Linked DNA regions of Salvelinus alpinus: region 1 is linked to region 2. The links are chromatin contacts, called in public Hi-C maps. All regions are on one chromosome and are shown on one strand. Each heading gives the region's core, a stretch centred on a gene start, on an enhancer-like site or on the middle of the called end of the contact. The rest is flanking DNA. Distances are from core to core; before and after follow the strand shown. Region 1 holds the start of LOC139584793 (zinc finger protein 423-like). Region 2 holds the start of LOC139530101 (plasmanylethanolamine desaturase 1-like).

Evidence for each region. A called contact is a pair of places that touch in the nucleus more often than the background predicts.
Region 1: a contact with region 2 is called in a Hi-C map of red muscle, with 5 times the contacts expected there. The contact joins the promoter of LOC139584793 here to the promoter of LOC139530101 in region 2. A contact is called at or near these places in 2 of 3 Hi-C or Micro-C datasets (muscle and red muscle).

The regions. Positions count from the first base shown.
Region 1 is chr9:38,885,150-38,890,939 of SLU_Salpinus.1, forward strand. It overlaps LOC139584793 (zinc finger protein 423-like), which reads right to left and starts at 3,679. Exons shown (of 8, transcript XM_071417014.1): 1 at 3,430-3,679. The coding sequence starts at 3,664. All of the region lies in intron 1 of LOC139530103 (a long non-coding RNA gene), which reads right to left. LOC139584794 (a long non-coding RNA gene) reads left to right here and starts at 3,668. Exons shown (of 3, transcript XR_011676829.1): 1 at 3,668-3,784; 2 at 4,326-5,790.
Region 2 is chr9:38,736,761-38,742,800 of SLU_Salpinus.1, forward strand. It overlaps LOC139530101 (plasmanylethanolamine desaturase 1-like), which reads right to left and starts at 2,701. Exons shown (of 7, transcript XM_071326202.1): 1 at 2,574-2,701; 2 at 1,916-2,110. The coding sequence starts at 2,580. The region is part of intron 1 of LOC139530103 (a long non-coding RNA gene); the gene reads right to left.

The sequences.
Region 1 (5,790 bases), core at 2,429-4,928, 150 kb after region 2:
GAGGTGGAGCCCTAGACAAGCCTTGTTCCAACGGCTCCTTCTCCTCCATCCCAGGTTAAAGGTCCTATTTGATTTGATTGACTAAACAACACTGTGGAAAATAAATAAGTGCTCTCTCGCTCCCTGGATGTCATGTGCACTCATTCCCGCTTAATGTCCTGTAAATGAAGAGGATTTATTAATGTGTAATTAAGTAATAATCATCACTACATAATGCATGAAATACTCATGGGGACGGGGGAGATATGAAACAGAAATACCCCGGCCAGGCACTCTACGCAAAGACACACATTAAAAAGGGATTAATCGGGAGAAATAATATTTTGATAAGAACCACTCGTTCCCCTCTCCCCCCTCCCCATTAGTAAAACAGCCAATCATAGCTATTAATGCAACCTCAATTAGGAAAGAAAATCCCCCCCACCACAAACTACTGATGATAACAAGGATTGGTGGTTTCATCAAATCCTTTTTCATCATAGCCGGTTGACTGTGTGTAGCAAAAGAGGAATAAATATGAGTCTCAATGTGTTGAATGACACTTTAATAATGTTTACATACTGCTTTGCGCATCTCATATGTATATACTGTATTCTATTCTACTGTATTTTAGTCAATGCCCCTCCGACAATGCTCAATCTAATATTTATATATTTCCTAATTCCATTCTTTTACATTTAGATGTGTGTGTACTATGGTGAATTGTTAGATACTACTGCACTGTTAGATACTACTGCACTGCTGGAGCTAGGAAGACAAGCATTTCGCTACACCCGCAATAACATCTGCTAAATATGTGTATGTGCCTAATACAATTTGATTTGAGCATTGGCATTGACAGGCACTCGTAGGAGTTGAGTGAGCAGGTGAGAGACAAGAGGACACGAAAAACACAAATAATCCCTGGTGCATGCCCTGTACCACTGACGCTCACTCATAATTTGAGAATATGCCAGTTAGTGAGAAAGGTGTTGTGCGGAGATAGCAACAGAACACATCTTAGTTACACATAGATCTGGCCTCTGGCTGCTGTGCATCACCGACTAAGCACAAGCTTTGTTTATTCAAAGCCACAAGCTGCCACTGCCAAACGAACACACTCAGGATACAAAACAGTACAAAGACTAGCTATCTTTATGCAGAGAAATTGGGATTTGTTTTCACATGACATATAGTACATGTACAAGTAACTGTCAAAATAAAGGAAACAGCGTCTTAATAGGGCATTGTGCCACCACGAGCTGCCAGAACAGCTTCAATGCGGCTTGGCATAGGGTCTACAAGTGTCTGGAATTCTATTGAAGAAACGCAACACCATTCTACCACAAGAAATTCCATAATTTGGTGTTTTGTTGATGTGGTGGAAAACGTTGTCTCAGCCACCACTTCAGATTCTCCCATAAGTTTCCACTTGTGTTGAGATACGGTGATTGACACACCCGCCCACCATGCTCCTTTGAGACCCCTCTTGAGATCTTTAACTCTAGCCATAGCAGCTGAAATAAAAGGAAACTGGTCATTTTTATACATGACCCTAAGCATGATGGGATGTTAATTGCTTAATTGATTCAGGGACCACACCTGTGTGGAAGCACCTGCTTTCAATATACTTTGTATCCCTGATTTACTCAAGTGTTTACTTTATTTTGGGAGTTACCTGTAAATGCCTTGTAGTTAGTTCATTAGTATTAGTAATTGTTGAAATAATCAAGTGATCCCTTTCCCACATTCAGCCTATATGTGATCATTTTAAAATGTCTTGCTTTGAACCAGTGTATATTTTAGTAGACACCAAAGGTATCCCGAGAGATCATGACACCAATCTCTGTTGACTCAGACTGGGTCATCAACCCAGTTAGAACTTGCCATTAGTCTTGGTGAACCATTCACTGCATGTACAGAGAGCACAACTAACAAAACAATACATACATTACTAAAACAATGTAGGCTTTATAACCTTTCAACCTAAATAAACCATTGCACATTGTTGCCATCAATTAGAACAAAAAGACAAATTGGGGGAGGGGTAATAATTCGGGACCACATGGCCACCCCATTGCCCATCTGGTTTCCACAGAGGCAAAACGAGCCAAATGCCCCTTGCCCGTCCACTTCACTGTAATGGCTCAGTATCATCTCGCTCTCAGTTCACGGATGCGGTCCTATTGAATTTGACTAGAAAATACAGGTTACCAAGAAAACGGTCCAGCAAGTAAAACACAAACCAATAACCCTATGCTTTAATCATGGCGATGGAAAAACAACATATGCAAGATGTGGGAATGCATGGGCATAATGCGCGTCATACACAGCAAGGGTGACAATCAATACGCACACCTCCACGATACAGGTGAACAGTAGCTAATGAAACAAACACATTGCAGTCTAGTCAAGTAACAAACGTGGTCACAATTTTAAATCAATTACGTAATCAACTGACCAGGGAAGACCCGAGTCACTATTGCAACACTACAGAAAGTTGGCTGTTGGACCGGATAAAATAGGCCTATCTATTATTTCCCCCTCTTTAAATTGCTTAGGCTTTTGTTTGACTATATATAAATAAAACACTGAGGATATTTAATCGTTGAATTTCATAGTAGCCTAGGCCAAAAGGTAGTCATGAAATCTTATTGGTCATGCGAGAGTTTGTCCCCATTAAAACAACTTACCTTTTACGGAGCGCGGTTTGGCCTGTTTTCGTCTAGACATCTCTGGATTGTGAAAGTATTTTCTTCTCGAATCGATCTCTAATGTTTTGCGAAAATAGTCATATAGATGGATACTTCAGCTGGCGTGTTTTTCACTTCTTTGCCTGTTGCAATGCGGCAACTTAAGTCTCTGATAGTATCCTATAGTCCAGTTAAAGGGGAGGTGAGTAGCCTATACAATTTGGAGCTGTGGAGAGGCGCTGCGCCCGGATACTCCAGCAATTTAACTTCTTCGGCTGGACTCAACCTGTAGAATTAACGGAATAACGCGTCTTTCTTTCGGAGTCCGTGACGACAGTATCTTTTGCTCCTTTACGTTCATAAACACCTTAGCTATAGCGCGACTTAATCGGTAGAGTCCAAGTTTCAAGAGGCAGCCAACGCCAAAATGACAGCCATGCGGTAACACCTGATCGGGCCGTTAGAAAGGTGCCAATACATCAAAATACGATGACATTGACTATACAATTATAGAATTCCGTAAAATCAAGCGTTACGTTGTCTTCTTTTCCTCTTCGTCTTGAGGGTTTGTTGTGCAGTTCTCGGAATAAGTCTCTTTTTCACCCTAATCTTGCGAACACCGAACCTCCCTTCGTCCGTTATTTTTCAGAAGGTGGCATGGGTAATGCAACCTTACCCAGCATTTTCACCCCTTGGGGTTTTGCGTTTTTAAATCCTGAAATCAGTCAAATGTTTGTAGTATTTAGCCTCTCTCTACCTTTTTCTTTGTCCTGACTCTGGTCTTCCCTCCGCCTCCCGATCCGACTGCTGGCGGGGCTGCAGCGCAGACACACATAATAAAGCCAGGCTTGGCTGGAAATGTAGCCGTGTCCCAGCAGGAGGATGTGAGAGTAGGGTCCCGGCGGGGGAGCGCTCTGATCCCGCAGGGAGCTATGCACAGCCTGGGTTGAACAGACAGAGAGAGCCAACAGCACCAAACCATGGTCAGCCATGGAAACTACAGCTCAACTTGGAGCACGGATCGGGGCCAAAACACGGAGCATCAAAGAATTCTGCACAGCGCGTGAAAAATACGGACCGGATTCAGTTTTAGTCCTTTCCATCTTAAATTGGTTAGTCGTGCGCTACTTTCTCACTAGGGGTGACGATTGCCAATTATGTTGAAATTCTTTTTCTAAAAGTCGTGAAATGCAACCTGATATTTTTACATACATAGGCCTAATTGTTTATATTTTATCATAAATTAATCTGACTGGATTGTATTTTTTATATGGGCCTATATTGTTCGTAGTGGCTTTCTAAATGCACCTAATGCAAATATAAATCCATGTCATGTAATTATTCACATGTTTTATGTATTTGAAATAATCGGCCTAGCAGTGTATTTATGTTGTTTTATCAAAGGGGTCTGGGCCCTCACTAGTGGTAAACTTAACCCTCGGACAGGACCTATTAGAGGGCCATATGTTTTCAATACCAACGGAACTCATAATGTCAGGAGTTATGTGTTGGGGCAAACTGCTGAGCCCTAACAGTTCAGACTAGGACTACAATTCGTGTGTTTGTCTCCTACAGAAAAGGGACATGTTGCCAATATGAGCCAGAAAAATATTTAAAATCACATGGTGCTTTGTTATTTTCTCTCCTGCACAGTGTGCTCTTTGACCGAGCTAGAGCTGCCCGGGCGTTGTCATGGATATCTTGGTGGGCTCCCTCCCTGTCTTGACCTGCGGGGTGTCCTGCAGATTGAGCCTCGCCCCCGTCGTGAGACGGAGCGGCCTTTAAAATTGACCCCCGTTGATGTGGGGGCCCCTCTTGTCTCGTCTGAACTCCCCCTGAAATGAGCGCGCGCCTGGAGACCGCTTTTAAAGCGCTTGTGGCGTCCCAGAGAGAGGCCGCTGGCACACAAGGGTAAAATCTCTCCGCAGTGGTCCCTTATTCTTCGATAAATACAAAGGAGGAAAATAGCCCACATTACAAGCTCCTTAAGGGTCAAGGACAGCCGAGAGATGAATGGTTTCTAAAAGTAGTATTGTTGAATCACATAGCACGCGATTACACCCTCTGTCATCGTTCGGATTTGGTTTTATAGAGCATCAACCAGCTTTGAATAAGGCAAAAAGACATGTGGCTGATATTAATTAAGACAATCTCTGGTCTAGCAGTAACAGCGCAGGGACATATGAATATCCTGCTTGCCATTTTGATTCCCCACACTGGGCCAGTAGAACCATTAGGCAAATCTAAAAGGGCTGTGGAAGTATTAGGAGAAGGGACATGTAATATAGTTGAATAATAATGCTGTTCTGTTTAACTGGATTTTGTGTTAGAAAACCAGTTTAGCATATTTGATTTGGGGATGTCTACATAGTTCATGTAGGCCTAAATTGATTTAGATCAGCATGTGAAATGTGACTGCAATGTGCATTTTACTGACTCACATTACAATGTAGACATCACTGTGTTGTTGCTTGATTTGAAATGCTGTTTGATTATTGGTAACACAGTTAATGATGACACATGAAAACTGACAAGGATGTGAAGGAGCACACCAATACACCTGTCACACAAACCATAGACAACACAGTTGATGGAAACAACAGTCAGTTTCCTGTCTGTCCCTCTCTCATTGCCTCTCCACCTTAAATACATGTATATGGTGTAGTAGGACTAGCCTCAGAAAGCCCTGTTAAACACTCCCTCACTGTACTGTCACAAGCCTGGAGAGTTCATGTTATATTTATGTTGCCTACAGCGGATTCTCTCTGTTCTGTTCAGCTGAACTCTTGCCAGCTCTGCTAGCCCCCCCCCCCCCCCCCCACTTCCACAGACAATGTTACATCTCATTGGTTTTGCCCTAGATAAGCTATTTTTAAAGGAAATAATTAGACATAACTGATTTAAATACTGCAAAGCCACACTCTTTTTGTCTCGTAAGCGTGGTGTCTGTGTGTGGATAATGAGCAAAAAGGTGAGAGCAGAGGAATCATTTTGCCTCTAGTATCTTTTTTAATAAATATGCATGGGAAAATACACATTTGACCAATATTTAACTGTATATTCTTTTGTCACTTAAGATTAATCCATTTCCTCTGACTGTGTTAAACTCCAGCCAAAT
Region 2 (6,040 bases), core at 1,451-3,950:
CATCCCTCAACCCTGAGACCTGTCACTCCATTAACTCAACAGACGGATACAGTAAGCAACCTCTTAGATACCATTAGAGGAGTCCATGTAATGGAATGGGTGTTCTTGTGAACAGCTGTGATGTTGCAGTGTCTTGAAATCTGGTTTTGTGTTACTTCCAGGCCAATGTGTGGTCCAATACCACACGCTAATAGCTGTTCACAACCCTCTCACACTACTATCCTAACCCCAATCCCAACCCTTCCCTCCACATACACTGATACATCACACTCTTTCTCTTCTCTTTATTTATGTTTTGTTTAGTCTGATATTTTGACTCCTGTTTTCTTGTTTTTCTTTTTATAATTGTAAAGCAACTTTGGGTCCTTGAAAAGAGCTATATAAGTCCCATTTATTATAATTACTACTACTACTACTACTACTACTACTACTACTACTACTACTACTACTACTACTATTATTATACTAAGCAGAGTAACAGATTAGATATAAACTGGTGTGAGAACCAGCTTCACATCTGGCCGAAAGAAAACACTCTTCAATCCCCCATTACCAAGAACATTCTTTACTACATTAATTTATTAACCATGCACTCTCCCCTCCATCCATCTACATACGTGTACAGTAATTAATAACATGTGCCAGTAGCAGCATCATATGTCTGGCAATAGACAAACACACCCAGGAAAATGGGTGATCATTATCACCCTAATAGCACTCTGAATTTTGAATAGATGTAAAACCTAAACACAAGGAATCACAGTCCAGGACAAGCATAGAGCTGGACTATAGTCTTCTTTTCTCAGTAAAGCTCCCCTAAGTCTTTAGGCTTTCATGTTCCAACTGATCCCTGCACTGTCCAACTGATCTCAACTCTCCATAGTGTGCAGAAACAAGACAGAGTGCTCTCCTCTCAACCCCACTTCTGGAAAAGCACCAAATCAGTGATATGCATTTTACAGCTCTAAAGTCTGTATAGAATAAACAAGCCTATGACAGAATTCAAATATGAGATATATTTAATTATAGATGTGTAATACAGCATAAATGCACACAGTATTACAAGGTCCGTATTCCGTGTGATCTGTGTCAGGTTAAAATTATTTGAGGATTTTGGTTCAGAAATAAAAAACAATGTAATATCATATTAGATGAGTAGCCTACTACTACACATGTGCATTAAGTGCACAGTACCTGCTTGGATCAGCTCATATTTATAAATGGAGGACACTTTCATTTCTATGAAAAAGTCTGGTGCTACAAATATAGAACTCATAATTTTATGTTGAAGCCAATGCAAGTATTATTTCTATAACAAAGGGGTTTTGCCCTTTTACCCAACGTTTAAAACGTTGGTATACTCAGAGAGGAAAAAGCAAAGCGAGAGGTTCTACTCTGCCCAAAATCTGTCCACGAAAATAAGACCACAAAGTGAGGAATTTTTGTATGGAGGTCAATGTGTCGAATTTGGTCAACAACAAAAATGGAATTGCTAATTTACAACGTGAGGCTTATAGAAGTTTCGTAATGGTTAGGTTGTTACAAATGCACTGATATAAGTGGACACACATGGCATTTCGGCAATACAATAAAAAAATAATAATATCTGCCCTCTCATTGGCTAGAATGGTCCCACCTGATCTCGCCTACTAACGCATGCCTGCCATCTTTGAGGACATATATTTTCATCGTTAGAGCGGTCACTCTACTGTCTTGTCAATATAATACAAAATCTTTGCTATACTTCATCTCAACAATGACAGGTGTTATTATCATCCTCTATATAAACAGCCCATTACAGTTTTGGCGAATTATCAGCAGCGTGGCGCGCGTAGTTAGGTGACAGCCCTAATCTTAGTGAGGTTTAGTGTCCTTCATTAATTAAAAAAGTATTCTCCCCAGCTCATTGTCTTACCAGGTGAGTACAGTGTTGCAAGTTGTCGGGCCCCTGCATGCTGCGGTCCCCAACGAGGCGCCGTGCTGCGGGCAGCCGAACCGTGCTCATTCCCGTTAGGATCCTCCTCTGCCATAGACCGATGTTGAATCTCTCTCTCTGACAGTAGTACTGGCGCTGCCACCGCGATCCTCCCTTCCATTCCTCCAGTTTGAACTAAAATGCATAAATCATGTATTTCTTCAAACGAAGCCAGTTATTTGATTGCTAGGGAATGTTTGTCAGTGTGGTGTTGTGATGCTCTCCGCACCGGAGCTACCCAGTAAAACCCGGAACTACAATACGGATGAACCGCCTCTGACAAACAGACTTATAACGGCGGCTATAGTACTACGTTCCTTTCGTCTGATTGAGACAACAGTTTATATAATTATTCAAAGACCACAGCCTAGTGTGCCTATAACTGGCGTGTTTTAGAGCAGCGCTTTCATGTTCCGCTAATTATTGTAAACACTTATTTTTGCATTTCTCCATGCTTGCCAGAGTGTAGGGATAGTAAAGTTATGATATCAAAAAAGGTCTAAAACAAAAACGTAATTGTTTATGGAAACTACTTAAATAGGTATTTTAAAAAATCTTATATTTCCTCTGATAATGACAAAACCACAGCGATAAATACCTGGCATTGGACCGTACGTCTGTGACTGAGTTTCTTTTCCTCCAGCACTTCAGAGAATCAGCTGTAAAATATTGAGGATCCCTAATGTCCTGGCGCAACAGCGAAGTGAACCATGGGGCGTATTCATTACGGAAACCATGTACTGTTTAAGAACCAAAAGGAAGAAAACGGAGCAAAACGACAGTTTCTATTGGACAAATTTAGGTAGGTCCATCCCCGTTTCGTTCAGTTTGCTTCCGTTTAAGAAACGTTTTGCAACATAATAGGCGTAAGGAATACACCCGTGGTTCGAGCTGATACGCGGGTGATGCCATTGCCCACTGGCACCGATCCAACAGTGCACTACAAAAACAAAGACCAGTTGGTATTTCACAAACTTTAATGATTAAAATATGACACCGCAGGCCCATATTCTCTATTCCTTTATAGAGTTTAGTTAATTCAATTGTCCTTCCACATTGTTAAACAGAAATTGTCTTACACCGGGCAATTCCTCTTCACAGCATCTAGTTTTCTCATGCAGACTTGTTGAAATGTAAAAAAATATATATATATAATCTTAATTTAAATCTTTCAAGTTATCACATTACCTTAGATTGAATGAAGTAAACGGACAACATAATAGTGATACATTTCTGTTGGCTAGGCTGCTTCTGACAAAGTAGCCTAATGATTGTATTCAACTGCACCTGTTGTGTGTGCTGGCAGGAGTCCCCATAGAGATAGTTAGCAGATGCAACATTGTATATGTTCCATTTGGCGACTATGTGAACTTGGGCAGCAACATTGAGGCATCTCCATTGTGAAGTAGTACATTTTCTTCTTCTACTACTTCTAAACTCAGCAAAAAAAGAAACGTCCTCTCACTGTCAAATGCATTTATTTTCAGCAAACTTAACATGTGTAAATATTTGTATGAACATAAGATTCAACAACTGAGACATAAACTGAACAAGTTCCACAGACATGTGACGAACAGAAATTGAATAATGTGTCCCTGAACAAAGGGGGGGTCAAAATCAAAAGTAACAGTCAGTATCTGGTGTGGCCACCAGCTGCATTAAGTACTGCAGTGCATCTCCTCCTAATGGACTGCACCAGATTTACCCCACTCTTCCACCAAGGCATCTGCAAGTTCCCGGACATTTTGGGGGGGAATGGCCCTAGCCCTCATCTTCCGATCCAACAGGTCCCAGACTTGCTCAATGGGATTGAGATCCGGGCTCTTCGCTGGCCATGTAGCACTCTCTGTAGCGTCTCACAGTACGGACATTGCAATTTGTTGCCCTGGCCACATCTGCAGTCCTCATGCCTATTTGCAGTATGCCTAAGGCACGTTCACACAAATTAGTAGGGACCCTGGGCTTCTTTCTTTTGGTGTTTTTCAGAGTCAGTAGAAGGGCCTCTTCAGTGTCCTAAGTTTTCATTACTGTGACCTTAATTGCCTACCGTCCATAAGGAGTTAGTGTCTTAACGACCGTTCCACAGGTACATGTTCATTAATTGTTTATGGTTCATTGAACAAGCGTAGGAAACAGTGTTTAAACCCTTTACAATGACGATCTGTGAAGTTATTTGGATTTTTACCAATTATCTTTGAAAGACAGGGTCCTGAAAAAGGGAAATGTAGTTCTAAAAGGTGCACACTGGCACCTATAGTGTGTTGTTGGAACAGGTATAAAGCCAACGTTGATGATTTATTGCCACCTGCAGTTATGGCATGTTTTCTCAAAAGTATAATTCATTGGCCAATCCCTCCTGATGACCTGGATGGAATTATGTGATCATTCCTTAACTCATAGGAAGTCCCACCCAGTTGACTACCTAAGAATGGTGAAAGTCATCAATGGCACTGCATACTCTATGCCCTAGAGTCTACTGTCTGAATAGCCACCCTGGCTCTTCTCCAGGTACGTCGACAGCGGTGGACAAACATCTGGGCCGAGGGTAGGCTGAGCTCCTGCTCTTGTTCTTGGAAGAGTGGAGCACTTGCAGCACTTGAAAGGGGAGAGTCCCGTGGCAGAACAGGGAAGGGTGTTCCGGGCATATTCCACCCAGACCAGTTGACGGCTCCAGGTTGTGGGGTTGGTTGAGACCAGGCATCTCAAGGTGGTTTCCAGATCTTGGTTGGCTCGCTCCAACTGACCGTTGGTTTGGGGATGGAATCCATATGACAGGCTGGCCAACGACCCAATAAGGGTGCAGAATGCCTTCCAGAACTGAGACGAGAACTGAGGACCCCGATCGGAGACAATGTCTACCGGGAGTCCATGGATCCGGAAGACATAGTGCACCATAAACTGGGCCATCTCCTTGGCAGAAGGTAGTTTGGGGAGAGGGATGAAATGGGCGTCCTTGGAGAACCGATCGACTACCGTCAGAATGACAGTGTTGCCATCAGACGGAGGGAGCCCAGTGACAAAGTCCAGAGATATGAGACCAAGGATGATGAGGGACCGGCAAAAGTTGAAGGATGGCAGAAGGAGCTTGCCGTGGAGTCTTGTTCTGAGAACACACTGTGCATGCGGCGACGAAGGCAGAGATGTCAGGAACCATTGTGGGCCACCAGAAACGTTGTCAGAGGAAGGCTAGTGTACGACGGGACCCTGGATGACAGGTCAGTCTGGAGGAATGAGTCCATTCCAGGACCCGGGACCGGACTGGGTTAGGGACAAACAGGCTGGGAGCGTTGCGCCTCGCGAACCAGGTTCTCAATACCGCAATCCACAGTGGCAGTAAGACATGAGGTAGGGAGAATGGTTTCGGAGGTCGAGGGTGTGGCAGAGGAACTGTATAGGCGGGAGAGAGCGTCAGGCTTCACATTTCTTGACCCTGGGCAGTAGGAAATGGTGAAGTTGAATCTGGTTAACAAGAGGGCCCACCTGGCCTGCCTGCAGTTGAGGTGCTTGGCTGCACAGAGATAATCCAAGTTTTTATGGTCGGTCCAGACCAAGAATAGCTGTTCTGCTCCTTCCAGCCAGTGCCTCCACTCTTCCAACGCCATCTTAACCGCCAGGAGTTCTCAATTGCCTACATCGTAGTTCCTCTCTGCAGGATTGAGACGATGGGACAGATAGGCACAGGGATGAAGCTTTTGGTCCTGGGCAGATCGCTGGGACAGGATGACCCCCACTCCAACATCCGAAGCATCAACTTCCACCACAAATTGACGCGAGGGGTCCAGATGGATGAGCATGGGAGCTGTTGTGAACCGATGCTTCAGGTCCACAAAGGCTTTGTCAACAGCTGGAGACCATTTGAACGGTACCTTGGGAGAAGTGAGTTCCAAGAGGGGGGCCGCCAAGGTGCTGTGATCCCGAATTAAATGATGGTAGAAGTTAGCAAAACCAAGAAACCCTCACAACTGCACCCTGTACGTTGGTTGAGGCCAATCCACCACTGCTTTCACCTTTCCAGGATCCATCTGAACATTGCCCTCAGCAATGACACATCCCAGAAAGGTAATA